Regions from separate parts of the Mus musculus genome. Here region 1 is linked to region 2. The links are chromatin contacts, called in public Hi-C maps. All regions are on one chromosome and are shown on one strand. The core of a region is the stretch at or near the end of the contact, and the rest is flanking DNA. Distances in the headings are between cores, read along the strand shown. Region 1 holds the start of Bcr (BCR activator of RhoGEF and GTPase). Region 2 holds the start of Ube2d1 (ubiquitin-conjugating enzyme E2D 1).

Region 1 (2,700 bases), core at 81-2,580, 3.8 Mb after region 2:
CGGGGCTCCAAAGACTCGCCAGCCCTACCAACGTTAACACAAACTGAACCCTACTAGGTGCAGACAACAGGCTGGATGGAAGCGAGTTCCAGGGCCGGAAAGAGAATCCCGGCCTAAGTCAGGGAGGCCCTGCTGATCTGGCTGCTGGCGCTGGGCTCTAATTCTCTAGAAAAGCATGATAACAGTTTATAACCAAGGAAATAACAGTTGTGGAAGCAGGTGTTCTGGTTTTATCTCAGAGCTCGGGGAAACTGAGGCACGGAGATGGGAGAAGTGGTCAAAATTGAAGCTGTTCTTCAGCTGCCAAATCCTATTGCCTTTCACCTCACCCAGCAGGCTGGCCTGGGTTTCATTTTGTATTCTGGAGAGTTCCTGCAGAGAGCATCTCTGCTAAGTGCCTCAGATCCCTAAGCTTCGTTGGGAGCCATTAAAGATTTCCTGTCTTCCACCAGCTCTGTTGCTGAGAAGGAGGTGTGCGATCCTTTCACAGAAAGAAAAAGACCCCGAAAATACTACATTGGCCTCCAGAGGTCAAAAGTCATTACTCAGGAAGGGAGATACGTTGACCGAACAGATGGGGAGACATTCCTAAGTTATCATTCAGTGTAAGGAGTCCGGTGACAACTGAGTGGCCATTGTGAAGCTTCATCACCCACCTCCAGCACCAGAGGTTCACTGGCTAGCACCCGGGCTGTTGGCTTGCACCGTTGACCTGCCCCGGTTGATTTCTCAATAGTTTGGGCCCTGCTGGGTGTTCATTGGTGCGGTCAGCACCGAGGTTGGTGGATGCAGAAAAGAGGAAACAGGCATGAGAGTCTCCGTGGTGAAAGGATCGCTTCGAATCACCCGGTCTGGGGCGCCTCTGTGTACAGAAGGGGATCAGACCGGTTAGCAGCCGTCCCGGGTCCGATTTAAGGACCCAACGCTCTTCCCGCGGCGCGGCCCCTTTAAGAGGCGCGCCCAGCCCCGTCAGCCGCTCCGCGGCCACCGCCCCCCGGTCCTCCCCTTCCTGCAGCGCTGAGTGCGGGCCGGGGCGGGAGTGCGGCGAGAGCTGGCCGTGTCGAGCGGAGCGCCTGCCCGGAAAGCTGCGGAGCGGGGCGGGGCGGCGCGGGAACCGGAGGCGAGGAGCCCGCGGGGCTGCGGCCGTGGGCCGGCGGTGGGCCTGCTCTGCGGAGGACGGCTCCCGCCGCCGCCGCGCGCGCTGCGGAGCCCCGCACACAATAGCGGCGTGCGCAACCCCGCGCCCTTCCCCCCGCCCGCGCGCGCCCCCCACCCCCAGCCGCCGCCGCCGAGCCTCCCACCTCACCTGCGGCCCCCGGGGGCGGGCATTGTTCGCCGCCGCATCCGCGGGGCCATGGGAGCCACCGGGCTCCCCAGCCCGGGCCCGGTGAGAACGCCGCGCCGCCGCTGAGCCGGACTCCGGGCGCGCAGCTCGGCGGCGCAGGTGAGCCGGCCGCGCCATGGTGGACTCGGTGGGCTTCGCCGAGGCGTGGAGGGCGCAGTTCCCGGACTCGGAGCCGCCGCGCATGGAGCTGCGCTCGGTGGGTGACATCGAGCAGGAGCTGGAGCGCTGCAAGGCCTCCATTAGGCGCTTGGAGCAGGAGGTGAACCAGGAGCGCTTCCGCATGATCTACCTGCAGACGCTGCTGGCCAAGGAGAAGAAGAGCTACGATCGGCAGCGCTGGGGCTTCCGCCGTGCAGCGCAGCCCCCCGACGGCGCCGCCGAGCCCCGAGCGTCCGCCCCGCGCCCGCCGCCCGCGCCCGCCGACGGCGCAGACCCGGCGCCCGTCGAGGAGTCCGAGGCGCGGCCGGACGGAGAGGGGTCACCGAGTAAGGGGCGGTCAGCGTCCGCCCGCAGGCCAGCGGCTGCTGCATCGGCGGACCGGGACGACCGAGGGCCCCCCACCAGCGTGGCGGCGCTCAGATCCAACTTCGAGAAGATCCGCAAGGGACCTGCCCAGCCCGGCTCTGCCGACGCCGAGAAGCCCTTCTACGTGAACGTCGAGTTCCACCACGAGCGCGGCCTGGTGAAGGTCAACGACAAAGAGGTGTCCGACCGAATCAGTTCCCTGGGCAGCCAGGCCATGCAAATGGAGCGCAAGAAGTCCCAGCAGAGCGCCGGGCAGGGCCTGGGGGAAGCACCCAGACCCCATTACCGTGGGCGCTCCTCGGAAAGCAGTTGCGGCCTTGACGGTGACTATGAGGATGCAGAGTTGAATCCCCGCTTCCTGAAGGACAACCTAATAAATGCCAACGGCGGCAACAGGCCCCCTTGGCCGCCCCTGGAGTACCAACCCTACCAGAGCATCTATGTCGGAGGCATGATGGTGGAAGGGGAGGGCAAGAGCCCTCTCCTGCGAAGCCAGAGCACTTCAGAGCAGGAGAAACGCCTAACCTGGCCTCGCAGGTCCTACTCGCCTCGGAGTTTCGAGGACAGCGGAGGTGGCTACACGCCGGACTGCAGCTCCAACGAGAACCTCACCTCCAGCGAGGAGGACTTTTCCTCTGGCCAGTCCAGCCGCGTGTCACCAAGCCCCACCACCTACCGCATGTTCCGGGACAAGAGCCGCTCACCCTCGCAGAATTCGCAGCAGTCCTTTGACAGCAGCAGCCCCCCGACGCCACAGTGCCAGAAGCGGCACCGGCAGTGCCAGGTTGTGGTGTCTGAGGCTACCATCGTGGGTGTCCGCAAGACTGGGC
Region 2 (2,700 bases), core at 15-2,514:
CTGTCCTCAGTACCGAAAGATGCCTGTTTCCTACCACTCTAACTCAGAACATTTTCAGTCAAGTGTAGCTGGAAAGGTTGATAAAACGTTTGGGGAGCCAACCATTTCTTGTGAAATCAATTACCAAACACATTATCCACTGTTGGCGCATTTGCTTCTAAAGCGATCCCAAACACCACGTTCCCAGCAGCAAGGACTACCGCTGTAAAATGTTAAAAGATACTTGAGATAGGGGACAGGCCAACAAGAGAAGTGGGTGCGGTAAAGAATACAAAGAGAGGGTTGGAACCGATCCTATGTAAGGACTGACTGTCCCTTCGATTGTCTTCCTCATTCTCTATTCACACATCAAAGCATCCAAACAATTTAATTTGTGGTCCTTAGTGTTGTGTCTTCAACTCTACATCTAAGTTTATCGTGAGGGTGTGAAGAAAAAAATACAAAACAAAACCAACAACCTGCTTAGCTTACCTAGCCATGAATCACAGCCAGGAGCTCATCTTGCTGTGTATCAGCAACTATGTTCTCAGTACAGCTATGTGACCTGAAGTGGCAGCTGCGTGCAGAACCACCAAAATAGCAGGGGCAAGAGCTCTCTGCTGGCTCCTCGGCCCCAATCTCGCGTTCCCAGCCCTTTCCTCCCACTGAGCACCAGCCGACTGCAGAGCCCAGAAAGACCCAGCCCCACGCTCTGAGAATAAAGGCCGTAGGCCCACCACACCTTCCCTGCCCTCTCGGGGAACCCGGGGTGCGAACACAGCAAGGAGGGCTCCGGGGACATTGTGAGGACGCACAGCGGGATAGGGGACGAAGGCCGCCCGTTGCAGAGCAAGCCCCGGCCCAGCGGGGATGCACACACCCCGGGACAATCTGGCCACCCCACGGGCACCCGCACCCGAGGTTCTAGGCTCATCCTGGAAAGGGCACGACCGGATCGGGTCGCCCCGAGGTTCCAAGTACCCAGACCTTGCGGATGCACGCCTCACCTGTGCGGGCCGATCCGTACCCCGGCCTCCCCAGTGTCCGCGCCCCTCCCACACCGTGCGCCCCGGGTTCCTGGGGACATCTTGGGGACACCCAGGCCGGTTCTGGCAGCCACTCACTTTCTGGATCCGCTTCAGCGCCATGGGGCAGGCGGCGGGGGCTGCGGAGTGTCCGCGTGTCCCGGGCTGCCGCCTCGCAGGGCTGCTCCGTGTGCGCCCGGGCGCGGTGCGCGAGTGTGCGGGCGGCGGCGCCGGACTCTTTTGTTTCCGCCTTCGCTTGCTGGGAAGGAGCCTGCGCCCTCCCCGCCGCGCCCCGCCCGCCTGGCACACTGGGAAGTGTAGTCCCAGGCTCGGCCTCTGCCGCCCGCGCGGACGTCGTCCGGTCACCCGTGGGTGACAGCTGCGACCAGGCTGCTGCCGCTCCCTGCAGCCGCTCTGCAGAGCAAGGTCTCGAATCTGCAAAAACCCAGACAGCAGGTGAGCTGTCGCTCCTAGGAGCTGCTGTGAACCACGGCTCGCTCCTCCTCGCACAGACCCTGCGGCGGATCTTAACTTCCTTTGCAGATAATTCTGACTCTTCCCCGCTCGCCCCTGAGGGCGTGAGGAGTCTTCGTCAATTGTACTCCACCTTTCTTTCTTTCTTTCTTTCTTTCTTTCTTTCTTTCTTTCTTTCTTTCTTTCTTTCTTTCTTTCTTTCTTTCTTTCTTTCTTTCTTTCTTTCTTTCTTTCTTTCTTCCTTCCTTCCTTCCTTCCTTCCTTCCTTTCTTTCTTTCTTTTTTTTTTTTTGAAACAGGGTTTTCCTTTATGTCTTTTTGTCTCCACCTCCCAAAAACGGGATTGAAGACAGCTTTCCACACACCCAACCGTTACGTGGTCTCTGGCATCCGAACTCAGGTCCTCAGGCTTTGCGGCAAGCAGTTTACCCACTGAGGTGTCCTCCAGCCCCTTCTCAGTTCTTGTGATCTCAGATCTTGCTTGTCCTTTCAACCATGACTTCTTGGCTTGGCACCTGCAGGTCAGTCTTGGATTTCTGACGGCGTTGGTCAGTCTTAGGTTTCTGATGACTAAAGTCAATCCATTCCTTATCTAAAATGGTTTTGAATCCCATATTGCTTCTCAAAACACTCAACGCTCACTGTCGCGGCTTCCACAGTGTCTCTGCAGCTGGATCAGCCACATCTGGGAAGTTCTCTTCTCCGCCTTTGCAGTGGTCCACAGAAGACCAGCCCCACGCCCTCTGCAGAAACTAGAGATGGGTTGCGGCCCAGAAAGCTTCGAGGGACTGTGCTTTGCAGAGGTCCCCTCAAGCAGTCCTGCTCTGTCTGCATATTGGTCTACTTTCCTGTCCATCCGCCCCCCCTCCCCTTGTGTGTGTGTGTGTGTGTTTGTGAAATTATTTCCCAGGAGCTGTACTCCTTGTTTTTTGAGACAGAGTCTCTCACAGGGACCTGGAGCTCACCTATTGGGCTAACCTGGCCAGGTATCTGCTGTCTTTACCTGCTCAGCACTGATTTTACACACAAGCCCCACCATGCCTACATTTATGCTTGCTTGTCAACACTTTATAGACATTGTCTTCCCACTTATTATTATTATTAATTATTATTACTGCTTTATCTCACCCCAAAAGAAGAGTGGCATTAATGCAATTCATCTTTTTAGCTAGAGACCAAACCATAAATCAACCCTTCTTGTGTCAGATCATGGAACTCAGGGT

Evidence for each region. Hi-C and Micro-C count contacts between places; a contact is called where the count stands out from the background.
Region 1: a contact with region 2 is called in a Hi-C map of the C10 cell line, with 9 times the contacts expected there. The contact joins the promoter of Bcr here to the promoter of Ube2d1 in region 2. A contact is called at or near these places in 1 of 39 promoter capture datasets (cranial neural crest) and 1 of 484 Hi-C or Micro-C datasets (the C10 cell line).

What each region holds. Positions count from the first base shown.
Region 1 is chr10:75,059,566-75,062,265 of GRCm38.p6, forward strand. Bcr (BCR activator of RhoGEF and GTPase) reads left to right here and starts at 1,331. Exons shown (of 23, transcript NM_001081412.2): 1 at 1,331-2,700. The coding sequence starts at 1,461.
Region 2 is chr10:71,283,998-71,286,697 of GRCm38.p6, forward strand. It overlaps Ube2d1 (ubiquitin-conjugating enzyme E2D 1), which reads right to left and starts at 1,265. Exons shown (of 7, transcript NM_145420.2): 1 at 1,104-1,265. The coding sequence starts at 1,127.